3 separate regions of the Mus musculus genome follow, and regions 2 and 3 are each linked to region 1. Evidence: chromatin contacts called from public Hi-C data. All regions are on one chromosome and are shown on one strand. Each heading gives the region's core, a stretch centred on a gene start, on an enhancer-like site or on the middle of the called end of the contact. The rest is flanking DNA. Distances are from core to core; before and after follow the strand shown. Region 1 has its middle 78 kb from the start of Fbxo8. Region 2 overlaps Galnt7 (polypeptide N-acetylgalactosaminyltransferase 7). Region 3 overlaps Hdnr (Hand2 downstream lncRNA).

Region 1 (4,148 bases), core at 562-3,061:
AAATCACTGCTTTGAATTCACCAAACTATATGACAGGGACAGCTTTTCCTTTTTCTTTCTTCACACTGTGCAGTCAAAATCCAGAATGCAAGCTGGACATAAATCCCTTGAATTAGATTTTTTTTTTACTGCTAATCTTGTTATTTAAGTTAGTGTTCAAAATTTAAATAGTGATTACAAAGGCCTAAATTTTTCTTAGAAATTAAACATATTTGATGGAAACTAATTTTTTTAAAGATTTATTTATGTATTATATGTAAGTACACTGTGGCTGTTTTCAGACACACCAGAAGAGGGCATCGGATCTCATTATAGATGGCTGTGAGCCACCATGTGGTTGCTGGGATTTGAACTCAGGACTTTTGGAAGAGCAGTCAGTGCTCTTAACAGGTGAGCCATCTCTCTAGCCGGGACATTAGTTTTTAAAATATTGTTTTAGATTACTTTTAGAAACTTGAAAATATTTTTCTCAGAATTTTGGAAAATACTAATATTTTGTGTTTAGAATTTTGGTAGCTCATTACATCACAATTTCAGTTTATGTTGAAGTTCTAACTCATGTTATTTTTCTTGGTGACCACTTTCTTTTCAATAAACATGTACAGAAATGACTTTCAAAAGTTTTTTCTTTATTCTGTGGGCTCAGAGACTCTCATAAGGATAAGGTTCGGCATTATAAAATATTGTCTTGAGGAGCTGGAGAGATATATGGGCAGTTAAGAGTACTTATTAGTCTTATTATATTATATATATTATATTATACTTATTAGTATATATACTTATACTTATATTATATATATACTTATTAGTATTATTATTATATTGGACCAAGTTTCAGTGCTTAGCAGCCACACGGTGACTCACAATCTCCTGTAACTCCAATTCCAGGGAATCTATGCCCTCTTCTGGATTCCTAGGGCACTAGGCACCTATGAGGTACATGTGAACACATGTATGCTGGCAACATAGTCATACAAAATAAATATTTTCAGCCACAAGATTTATGTGTATATGAATGACAAATGATAACTTTGATTTGATGAACTTGTCTTTCATTTTCAGTTTTTAACACATTAGGCATATATTGTCATAATGGTTTTAATATTTACCAACAAAGCATTAGGTATTTTCTTCACAGTCAAGCCTGTTTACTCCAGTGACATTGCTAGACGTTGGTAGCATGGGTTGGCAGCACTTCGTCTTGGTTGGCATGATATGTAGCCAGGATGTGTATATTTCCAAATAATCATGCTTTCCTTGCAAAGAGCAGCTCATTTCTAAGTATATCAGCCACTCAGACCGAGGTAGCAGTTGTCAAACACACAGCTTTAAGTAAAGGTAACTGAAGAAGCAGAGATCCTCTTTTCCCTACTATTTCTGTATCACATCGAGATTATAAAAAGAGACAAGAAAAGCTACAGAGCAACTTGAACAGACCAAATTTTCAACCGAGAAAAAAAAATTGTTTTTAAGCTATTTCCATCAGCGAGGAAAAAAAAAAAAACAAGAAATTATTCTCTGCAGATAAACTTCCTCCTTAACAAACGTTTAAGACTGTTTTCCTTCTGATTTTTTACAATTCAGCAGACGTACAAAGATGTTTATTCTCCGAGGGTTTGTTCCCCCACTGCACCAGCTTTTGCTAATCCTCTCCAGCCTCAGTGCCTTTGGTTGGTGGCCATCTGGCATGCTGCCTTTGATTTTATGAATAAGGTCTCCAATTGTTTCTGCAGCTGTTATCATTGCAGTCTGACCTGCTCCAAATGGGGATAACAGGGGGGAAAATATCTCCACAACTTGCACCGCCTTCTGCTCCTGTGGCTCTCTTTCCAGACCTCTCATTGTGATTTTCCTAGTGTACATTCCTCAGCACAGATGGTGACACAGCTAGACCTTAGTTAAAGGAACACATAAAAGTGAGCTTTTCTCGGGAATCATTGTTTATAACTATACTTATGAACCATGGATGAGAGCCATTCAGTCTCTGCATCTTATACATGTTGTTTTCGTCAGTTGTCCTTGAAGATGCTTCCCACTATGCAAACTGTACCTCTAATGGGTTGTTTCTAATATCTTCAGTAAGGTGAATGTTTGACATAGTTATTGCATATAAAATAGTAATTTTCAAGCTGTGCTCCTAGGACCCCAGAAGAGGAGAGGGGAGCAATGGACAGCTATTAGTGCCATTTTCAAGTGCTGAGGTAGAAGGGTCTCATGGCTGAGGCCAGTTTGAGAAACGCAGCAAGACTATGTGAAAATGGTGGGAGGGTAGGGATGTTTCAGTACCGTTTTAGATAATAACAGAATTCACTTATGTGAGGAGTAGAACCATCATTAAAAGTGTCCCTGCCCCGAAAATAGCTCACCTTGTAGTGAAATTGCTTAAAATGTTAGCTTCTCATCCTATGTTTAAACAGCACACAAAACATCCGCTTTAGGGCAGCAATAGAAGGTTCAACCAGAGAGTCCATTAAATCACCCAATAGTTCCTCTGTGGGAATAAATTACATCTGCTTGCTCTTGAGACCTAGTCAGGTCTTGAGAAGGCCTGGGAAGATCTGGCATGTAATGACAGTAGTAATAGAGAAGACACATGATCCCTGGCGTTATCACCTCAGGAAACTCTGAGGTGTTCTGGGCCCACTAAGCTAGGTATGGGGGGAGGAGGCTAAAAAAGAGACAGGAAGGGCAGCAACAGGAAATGCAGACTCACTGGGCGGTGGTGGTGCACGCCTTTAATCCCAGCACTCAGGAGGCAGAGGCAGGCGGATTTCTGAGTTTGAAGCCAGCCTGGTCTACAGAGTGAGTTCTAGGACAGCCAGGCCTATACAGAGAAACCCTGTCTCAAAAAACCAAAAAAAAAAAAAAAAAAAAAAAAAGGAAATGCAGACTCTTGTAGGCTGGGAGAGTGGAGGAAAGATATTTAGCAAGGGGAAAGGATAGGTTGGGACAGGGTTTGGGGGCACTCTCTTTATTCATCTCTACAGCTAGTCAGCGGAATTCCTACTTTTCAAGCAACACAAGTCTTTCATTTCTATGTGAACCTTCTATTCTTCTAGCATGACAGCAGTTAAAATGGGTTTCCCCCTTGTGTCTTGTTACCAGTACCCATGATACCAGGTACGTTTTATTCATCTGGACTGGTCTTTTGCATTAGGCACTTAACTCCTCTCTAGGTTCAGCCAGGAAACCTCTCATGTCTTCATGTAATTTGTCACAAATGTGGACATTCATCGTCTCTATTCTTAGGTGGAAAGTTACTGGAGAGTGCTTGAGTAAGATGTTGCATCATAACTCTATACATGTATTCTTCCCTACAGTAAGATATGACCAGACTATCTCACTCCCGTGAACTTTTATTTGTGAGCAGTGGGTGTGGCCATGGCCCCAAAATAGTGCCCGGGACTGCTGCTAAGTCTTATGACTGGCACCTGATTTCCTCATATCCCTCAAGATAGCCACGTACCTTGAGCTGCATTGCACAGATGCACCACGACGTAAGATCGGATGATGTGATGAATGTAGTCCTGAGCCAATGAACTGTGCCTACGTGGACTGGGGTGATGGGGAGTGGACGTGAGGGGATAAAGGGGGATCACCGAGGGAGGTCGGGCATTCTTTTTCTTACACATTTGTGAAGTTCCGGAGTAAACTGCCTTGAGAAGGACGTCGGTTTCGTCGCTTCTTTTCTGCTGGTCGGAGACGGTAGCGACATTTATTTTTATTTTGTTCTTTACTTTTCTTCTTTTTAAAATTTTATTTATTTATTTATTTATTTATTTATTTATTTATTTATTTATTTATGTGAGTACGCTGTCGCTCTTGTTAGACACACCAGAAGAGGGCATCAGAGCCATCATGTGGTTGATGGGAATTGAACTCAGGACCTCTGGAAGAGCAGTTGGTGCTCTTAACTGCTAAGACATCTCTCCAGCCCCTTCCATAGCTTTTAAATAAAGAGAAAGTCTATGGGGTCACCTTTTGCATTATCTTAAAGTGAGAATCAAGATTCAGTTATTACTGACTCCTTACGTCCAAGTTGTTCCAGTTTCTTGCACCTTTTCTGGAGGCAATGGTCTTCAAGTCTGCCTCTGCTCTCACACAATGATTTTGTGCTTCTTTTTTTTTTTTTTTAAAGATTTATTTAT
Region 2 (4,148 bases), core at 765-3,264, 900 kb before region 1:
TCTGTGCCTCTCAGTCACATGGATGCTAAAACAGACCTACAGGTTGGTGATACTAGTTACAGCCCGGCACCACAACAGCCCTGAACTCCGTGACAGTACATTGAACTTGGAAGTCTCACACTCGGGTGCTGGCTTGTTACAAACCATACTGTTTCCTGTGTGTTGGTTCTCTTCATCCTTTAGATCCGAGGCCTCGAAACTGCATACTGTATTGATAGCATGGGGAAGACGAATGGAGGCTTCGTGGAGCTAGGACCCTGCCACAGGATGGGTGGGAACCAGGTGAGTCCCCTTCCTTCAGGGCTGGTCAGCACTGAGATCCACCAGACTCACTGGTCACAGACAGACGAGTTTAGTTTGGGTTTGGGTTTTGGTTTGCTTGTTTGTTTTGTTTTTAAGATCCATCTACCCATCCATTTGTTATGCCTGCATATATGCCTGCATGCCAGAAAAGGGTGCCAAGACTTCCTTATAGATGGTTGTGCGCCACCATGTGGTTGCTGGGAATTGAACTCAGGACCTAAAGAAGAGCAGTCAGTGCTCTTAGCCTCTGAGCCATCATCTCTCTAGCCCTTTGTTTGGTTTTTAATTTATTAATTTTGACTTAATAAAAAATGTTCAGTAAAGCTAAAATATTTCACTTAAATAGGGAAATGTAGAAATGTCTGCACACAAGTGATAAAAGTATGTTCTTGTGGGAACATGGGAACGTATACTAATGATGACTGAGTAAGCCTAACCCCTAAAGGTTTGCAAATGGGGTTTACTAAGTGAAATTGGTTTACTTCCGGTACCGGTAGGTATTTTACACAAATATTATTTTACACATATTCTCTTGCTTCCTAATGTAGGGATTTTCATATGTCTAATTTCAGTTGTGAAAAAACTATTAGGCTTGCTTCTAGCTTTTAAATTTTTTTTTGTTGTTGGTAATGATAAATGTGTTAATTACCCATTCTGTGTATTAGAGGCTTAAAGAATTAAGAGTGTAATTCTTATATTGATAGAAGTCTTCACTAATCTCAGAATGACAGTAGTTCTTGTCTGCAGACTAGAGGTCTCCAACATGGACAAAAATTATAGAATAAGTTATTCAGGTTAATTATAGGAGTTATATTTCATCCTTTTCATAAAACATGTGTTGGCGAGAAAGACATCTCCATTTTGTTTGTTCAATAGCTTTTCCGAATCAATGAAGCAAACCAGCTCATGCAGTACGACCAGTGTTTGACAAAGGGGCCTGATGGATCCAAAGTCATGATCACACACTGTAACCTAAATGAATTTAAGGAATGGCAGTACTTCAAGGTATGCCGTCGTCCAGCTCCCGGGATTGCCTATGCTGTCGCGTTGTCAGGAACAAGTAGCCAGTAGAATTTAGATGGATAAATCTGCAGACCAAGTGTTCACATGTGTGACTTGGACTTCCAGCGTGAGTTATTTACACCTGCTTGCTTGGGTGAATCACTGAGCTATAATGAGGTATCCCTTGTGTTCCCTGGAGCAGGGACATCATGCAGCGAGACCACCGTGATAGGCATGAAGAGTCAGTGCCAGTCTCAGAAACTCGCGAATGCTGGTGTTCCAGGAGGCCGCTACCAGCGCCGTTTTCAGATCTAAATCCAATGTTAAAAATGTGAATGAGTCAAGGACAAGCAACAAACTTAGACCATTAAAGAAGAAAGTTCTTGCCTCTTGCTGTCCAGCAGGTGGCGGTAGAGACAGGCAAATAAGAAATGGCCGCTGAGCCTTCCTGTTTCTTCACCTTCTGCTGACTGGAATAGGGGTTGGTTGTTTTAAAGGTCAGATTTATTCACACGACCCTGCAGCCCTTGGAGCTGCTTTTCTGTTAGGGCTGTGCAGGTTTAAAGCTTTCTGGCAAGATTGACCATGTTAATGGATTAATGTATAATTTTTTTCCTTTGATTGAATTTTCTCATAGATTTTTTCCCCCTCACATAACATATCCTGATTATGGTTTCCCCTCCCTCTGCTCCTCCCAGTTCCTCCCACCTCGCCTCCCGTCCAAATCTGCTTCCTTTCTGTCTCTCATAAGAAAACAGACGGGCTGCTAAGGAATCATAATAAAACAAAACAGGAACTAACATATCAGAACAGGACAAAACAAGCAAACAGAAGAAAGAGACCAAAGGGAGGCACAGGAGTCAGCGACCACTCGTTTGCACACCCGGAATGTATAATCTTCAAGGTGTCCGTTGGGACAGAACCAGTCAGTTTGTCTTGTTATGAACTCAAACATTAGCCAAGCCTTGCAAACTGAAAGGCTCGGAAGAAGGCCTCCATTCTAATCATGTAATGTTTGCTCTCCCACTCCCGCTCTGAAGGCATTGTTCCTTCCTTAGAAAATATTCCCAGGCGCCATCTCGTGCATTCTGAGCACGTCAATTGCCGAGTTTTATTTTTATGCACTGTCACTGTTTGTGTCCTGTGTGTGACATGCGTGAGGAGAGAGACACTCCGGCCCTGTGCCATGCACGCATGTCCTGAGGTCAGAGGACAACTTTGAGCAACCTGTTCTCTCATCCACCTTTATGTGGGTCTCAGGGATCGAACCTGGGTCAAGAGGCTTTGAAACAAGCGTCTTAACCTGCTGAGTTAGCTCTCAAGATCCGAAAACAAATTTTAATAACGAGTTGGAAAAGATATTAGAGAATCCTGACAGGTTGATAGTGTTTATTTTCACAAAAGAAAATGAAGAGGAACCACTGGTAGAGACCTGTGAGAAGAGCAACTTTTAAAGTAGAAAAGAGTAGCAGTCATGAGTGGCTTTCTGGAGGCTGAAGCAGGAATGTGAGTTCAAGGCCAGCCTGGACTACATACTGGGACCCTGGGTCGCTGACTCTTGTGATTTCTTGGGTTTCCTTCTGTTTGCTTGTTTGGTCCAGTGTTGGTTCATATATATATATATATATATATATATTATTATATGTAAGTACACTGTAGCTGTCTTCAGACACACCAGAAGAGGGCATCAGATCTCATTACAGATGGTTGTGAGCCACCGTGTGGTTGATGGGATTTGAACTCAGGACCTTTGGAAGAGCAGTCAGTGCTCTTAACCATTGAGCCATCTCTCCAGCCCCTGGTGTGTTGGTTCTTGTTTTATCTTACTTTATTACCACCCCTTCGAAGCCTGGCTGTTTTCTAATGAGAGACAGACAGGGATCGGATTTGGATGTGAGAGGAGGTGGGAGGAACTGGGAGGAGCAGAGGGACGGGGAACCGTAAGTAAGATACTACATAGGAAGACCACACGAATGGATATTGGCTGGGGATAGAACTCAGAGGTACCACATAGTAATTTAATCCTCAGTACCAACCCCCAAATTAAAAAAAAAAAATTAAAAACTAGAATCTACATGTTTTAGGTATTTAAGACACTACACATTTGTTCATCTCCCCAGTGACAGAGTATGAGGGTGTGGAAGCTATCTAAAACATGCTGTTCTATAATGTATAGATGAAAAAAAGATGCAGTTAAAAATAAGCAAAAATGTTTTAAGGGAGGGAAAAAGAGAAGAACGTAGGTGATTGTTTCTGGTCAGTTTTCAGAGAGAAAAACTAGATGAGCAGAAATCCAGCATTAAGAGTCTCAGGAGAATCTGAGGACCGCACTCAGGTTGTCCCTAATGTGAGCTGACATTCTGTGCAGTCGCCATAGGAAACAGTGGATGCTGTTAGGAAAGGGATTGTGACATACGGGTTGCTGAGAAGATCATTATGAGCCGAGTCTACAGATTTCCTGGCTTCAGCATTCCCCCTTAAATCTTAAGGGTAATTGAAACTCACTCAGTACTGTTGTGCTAGCCTGGAATCTCAAAACTCGTGAGGCCAAGGTAGGAAGGCTGTGTATTTGAAGGCAGCCTATGCAACAAAATTGAGACCCTTAACAGTAAAAAGATAACCAACACTCTTCCCAAATAGCTCTCATGTAGGTTGTTATTAAGAGTATTTCTGGGATTGGAAATTAAATTGCAAGAATTTGTAACCTTTTTAAGTTTCAAATTATGCTAAATTAATACATTATACTATTCACTAAGTTATAAAGATCTCCCAAATGCTGACATATTCCATTGTACAATATATATTTAAAAATTAGAGCCGGGCGTGGTGACGCACACCTTTAA
Region 3 (4,148 bases), core at 1,140-3,639, 710 kb before region 1:
ATAGCTTGTGAAGATTAAACAACAAGAGCCTGTAAAATGTTTGGCACTTAATAGGCACTCATTAAAAGTTAGTTCCTTTCCTCTATGTCCTGAAGGTCGGGGGTGGGCAGACTTTATTACTCCTCCAGATGGAGGAACTGAGGTGGGGTTGTGGAGGAGCTGCAAAGGAGCACTGACTTCCCTGAAATCCTTCCATTGAAACCCAAAGGCCTCCAGACCTACTAAGATGGCAGACTCAGCAGTTTCCTGAGAAGGTGAGGGCTAGTACCGAGGTGTATAGCGTTTCATTCCAGCCCTATAGGCACCATAGCTAGGCTTTCAGAATGCCACTGCCATAGATGATCTAAATAACTATTTCTCCCCCCTAGTTATAGCAGATAAGAACCAGAATAAGGGATGGGGGACACTGCATTCTGTGCCTTCAGAATCCCTTAGTGCCCAAGTGCTACCCACTGGGCCTGGTGCCCATGAAGAGAAAGGGTGTCCACAAGCTGTTACTAACGAGGTTTAGGTTCCATGCCCTGAACAAGGAAATGGCCCTCTTTGTTTATTTCTGTATTTATTGCTGTTGGGGAGAGAATCCAGGGCTTTGCTCATGCCAAAGCAAGCGTTGTCATTATTTCAAGTCACCAATCTGATGTCAGCTTGTAAGAGAAGCCACACCTGTCCCCGAGCCCTGTCTTTCAATGGCTAAGCATTCCTACCCCCCCCCCTTTAAAAAAGACTTTCACTAGACCTGTGTGCCCAGCACTTTATTAAGCAGGGGCAGGGTGGTCAGTCTGAGGAGGAGAGAAGAAAGCAACAGTCTTCAAGGCTGCAAGAACGCTTCTCGGGATCTGGCGTGCTGTGGGGGGCCTGGCTTGGTGCATGGGAGTATTTAGCAGGTTCCGTGCCATTATTGCCTAACAGGGTGTGAAAAGTAATATGGACGTGAAATACTGTGGGAAAATGGAGCGTTTCCAAGCAGGCGGGGGTGGGGGGGCTCTGGTTAGCCTGAAGGGACCAGAATCCCTAAGCCCCTTTGTGGTGCTCCAGGAGTTGTGAACAGGAAGGCAGAGGAAAGGCGGCGGTGGGGGTGGCGGTGGCGGTGGGGGTGGGGGTGGGGGTGGGGGTGGAAGGGGAGAGAAAGGAAGAGAGGTGAGCACTCTGAGCACTCTAGTGGCAGATGGGGACCCATGTGACAGCTGGAAGCAAAGCCCTGCTTCCTGTACTCCTCAACTGCATCTTATGCGTGAATGTATATAAAAGATGAAAACAATATTTTATCCTGTTAAAAAGCCTGTCAACCCAGCAAGGGCCCGAGAAAAAGTATGTGGGGGCTTCCTCAAGAGGTGGAGTTGAAAGCCGAGTGGAAGGCCAAGACACTAAACTGATGAAAAAGTTTCAACCCTAGATCTAGAGCACTCAAACCTAGCTGCCTAGGCAGTGCCCTGTAGACAAAGGCTCCCCCAAATTCTGACAATAATATCTCTACCTCCAATACACTTAGAGGGGTTCTGGTTTTCCTACCTTGGGCCTCAGCAAGTCCTACCTCAGGCAATAGAGGGAGCCAGACCTCTCACCTTCTCAACAAACCTTGAGAGGTGCGATTTCCTCCCACCCCACCCCCGACTTGGGGGATGGGGAAATAAAGACACAACCCCTTCCTCCCCACCCCACCCCCACCCCCGTGCAGAAGAGCACATAGATGCAGTGCGAGATTATTCTCAACCGTTTCGCATCCCTGGGCATCCCTGCCTCTGTCCAGACAACCATGTGAGCAAGAGCCTGGAGACAACTCCTCCACATTCAGTTGAGGAAGTGAGGGAAGAGACAGGCGCTGTTGTTCTCCCAGCTGGCTTCTTTCCCCACCAGTTTGAAGTCCTTCTTAGAAGCACAGGACTTCATCAGGCTGCATCGCAGCACCCAGGCCATGATACAGGTGCTTGCAGATGGTACAGCTAGCACCAGGTTTGACAACGGCTCCCACAGCATGTTATTCTATCTTAACAAGTATTCAGTCACTATTCAAAAGTCATTGGCTTTCTAGTGCAAATAACTCCACGTTCTAACGATCAACAAACCGAAGCTATAGGAGAAAAACAGCGAGGGCGTGATAGGGAATGCGCAAGGAGAATCAGAATCAGACTCAGAAACGAACGCTCGCTCGCTTGGGTAGGCCAGAAACCGACTGTGCTTTGCTGACCTCCAACTTCCATCCCGAGGCCTGAAGCTCCAAAGTCACACCTTGTGCTCCCGCTCTCAGGGAGCACGAAGGACCAAAGGCCTCAGCAACCGCGTCCCCGGCAAACCGGCCTCCTGGGAGAGCCGAGGCCTCAGGACCGGAGCTCGCAACTTCTTTCCCCCATACTCACGCGCACGGCCCAGGCTCCTTCCTCCCCTTCCCTCTGGGGTGAACTCACTTCCTCCAGCGGCGCCGCTCCATCCCCCTCGCCTGCATCCCGCACGGGCCTCCAGATGCTGCCCAGCGGGCAGCGACTACTAGCCCGGCCTTCACCCTTCTCCTTTCTCCCCCTAGGGGCTTGTCGGACGCACGCCCCAGAGCCGGGTGGAATTCCTCCTGGAAAAGAGCGGAAGTAGAAACCCAGTAGAATCCAGAGGAAGCTGCTTCTCGCAGCCCCCGGCTGAAGGCCAGGCCTGTGTTCTTTTGGATGCCCATTTGACTCTGGACCAGGGCCTGGGGCTCTTTTCCTTCTTTCTTCCTTTCTGCCCCGCCCCCTTTCACCCTGTTTCTCGCTTCAGTTCATTCGTGTTTTTAAAATTTCATATGTAAGAACATTAAAAAGAAAGAGCAATTTCGCATTTAAAAGTCGGTAGCAGCAGAGGGGGAATTACAAATAGGATGGGGTTTAATTAGCTGGTAATACTCCTCTCATGCCCTATAATTAAACAGAGATTCATTCTAGTGGCGCTTCAGGGCCCACAAGTGATTATTACAAGCATATTTTACGTTTACATTAAAACTCTGTCCCCGGAGTGTAGTACGGGATCTGACTCCATTTATTCGTATTTCAGAACTGAAGCACGGGGGCCAGAGCGCGGCTTTTCAGAAATGGAAGGCTGGTTCCTTGGTTGATTTTGATTTTCCCCGCCCTGTCTTGTTGATTCTGAGTGCCCCTTCACCACCACCCCCAAAACCTGAGCACCTACACCCTCAGTCCCTACTGAGACCCACAGTGTGTGCGCAGGGTGGGGCTGTTTGTGCAAAACAAGAGCCACTTAGGGAGGGGGCACCTCACTGTGTGCAAAGGCATCCCCAGTACAAACTCAGAAACCTCAGCTCACACCTGAACAATCTCCAGCGCTCTCCTCCTTGCCATTCCATCTGTTTACATTTCTTACAGGTTTCTTATTCATCCATTTTAGTCCCCAAGCAGGCCCACAGCCTCTCTCCAGCCTAAAGGCTGGCTGAGACTGGCAGTCCTCTGGACCCCATAGTTCTATGGCCACTTCAGCGACTTCAGGCTTTAAAGGAAGCCAGATCCAGCATCTTTGAATTAGAACTGTTTTCTTCTTAGAGAAACTATTCTCTTAGCCCCAGGCGAGACAGATCCAAGTCCCCTAGGCTGGCTCGGTAGAATATTAGGCAGCATGAAGTATCTGTGGTGTGAAAAAGCAACAGGCTCCAGCAGCTGTCTTGGAAGAGAATAAAGAGTTCAGGAAATGGTGGAGATAGGGATGCTCAGTCATCTGACCCCTACTGCATTTCCATCTTCCCACCTAATTCTCTGTTCTGCCTCCCCCTTAAAACAGTTCCTGTTGAAACATCCTTTTTATTTATCTTTAATAAACAAGAGTTCCCTGGAAATAACTACCCACAGAAGGAAGAGGAACCCACCACTCTCATCTCCACTAATTAATGAGACTTGATGGTCTAGAACTAGGACCATCTTCAAACCTATCATATGGATAGATGTGGCTAGACCAGATGAAATCTGCAAGTCCACACCTACCGCTGAATTTAATTCTTTTCTTCTGTAGTCTATATGTATATATGCACAGAAGTGCAGGTGTTCAGAAATGTACAATATACTTTTGTGTATATATAACATTTGTAACAGTCTGTGCCAAGATGCAGAAGAGAACAAATTTGGAGAGCATCCTCTTTGGTTGGTCCTTAAAGACCAGACCTCCCTTCTGGGACTAGA

The links. Hi-C and Micro-C count contacts between places; a contact is called where the count stands out from the background.
Region 2: a Hi-C map of the N1E-115 cell line shows a contact between it and region 1, with 8 times the contacts expected there. The contact joins two enhancer-like sites. A contact is called at or near these places in 3 of 484 Hi-C or Micro-C datasets (the N1E-115 cell line, embryonic stem cells and myocytes).
Region 3: a contact with region 1 is called in a Hi-C map of uterus, with 3 times the contacts expected there. The contact joins two enhancer-like sites. A contact is called at or near these places in 3 of 39 promoter capture datasets (frontonasal cranial neural crest, maxillary cranial neural crest and second pharyngeal arch cranial neural crest), 1 of 15 datasets of contacts at CTCF or cohesin (stem cell-derived epiblast-like cells), 12 of 484 Hi-C or Micro-C datasets (the N1E-115 cell line, Sertoli cells, cranial neural crest and 4 more), 12 of 115 datasets of contacts at active chromatin or transcription factors (astrocytes, craniofacial prominence, embryonic basal ganglia and 8 more) and 2 of 9 other capture datasets (embryonic tail and embryonic trunk).

Annotation. Positions count from the first base shown.
Region 1 is chr8:56,626,959-56,631,106 of GRCm38.p6, reverse strand. No RefSeq gene overlaps it. Among named protein-coding and RNA genes, the nearest start is that of Fbxo8, 78 kb to the right of the region's middle. Within about 2 kb of position 1,811, at least 12 of the 459 cell types and tissues checked have an H3K27ac peak or open chromatin away from gene starts, as enhancers often do. A contact at or near this core is called in the N1E-115 cell line and uterus, where this site is marked.
Region 2 is chr8:57,528,762-57,532,909 of GRCm38.p6, reverse strand. It overlaps Galnt7 (polypeptide N-acetylgalactosaminyltransferase 7), which reads left to right. Exons shown (of 12, transcript NM_144731.4): 10 at 184-282; 11 at 1,180-1,308. Among named protein-coding and RNA genes, the nearest start is that of Gm51574, 9.4 kb to the left of the region's middle. Within about 2 kb of position 2,014, at least 91 of the 459 cell types and tissues checked have an H3K27ac peak or open chromatin away from gene starts, as enhancers often do. A contact at or near this core is called in the N1E-115 cell line, where this site is marked.
Region 3 is chr8:57,339,317-57,343,464 of GRCm38.p6, reverse strand. The region is part of intron 1 of Hdnr (Hand2 downstream lncRNA); the gene reads right to left. Among named protein-coding and RNA genes, the nearest start is that of Gm34030, 6.3 kb to the right of the region's middle. Within about 2 kb of position 2,389, at least 31 of the 459 cell types and tissues checked have an H3K27ac peak or open chromatin away from gene starts, as enhancers often do. A contact at or near this core is called in uterus, where this site is marked.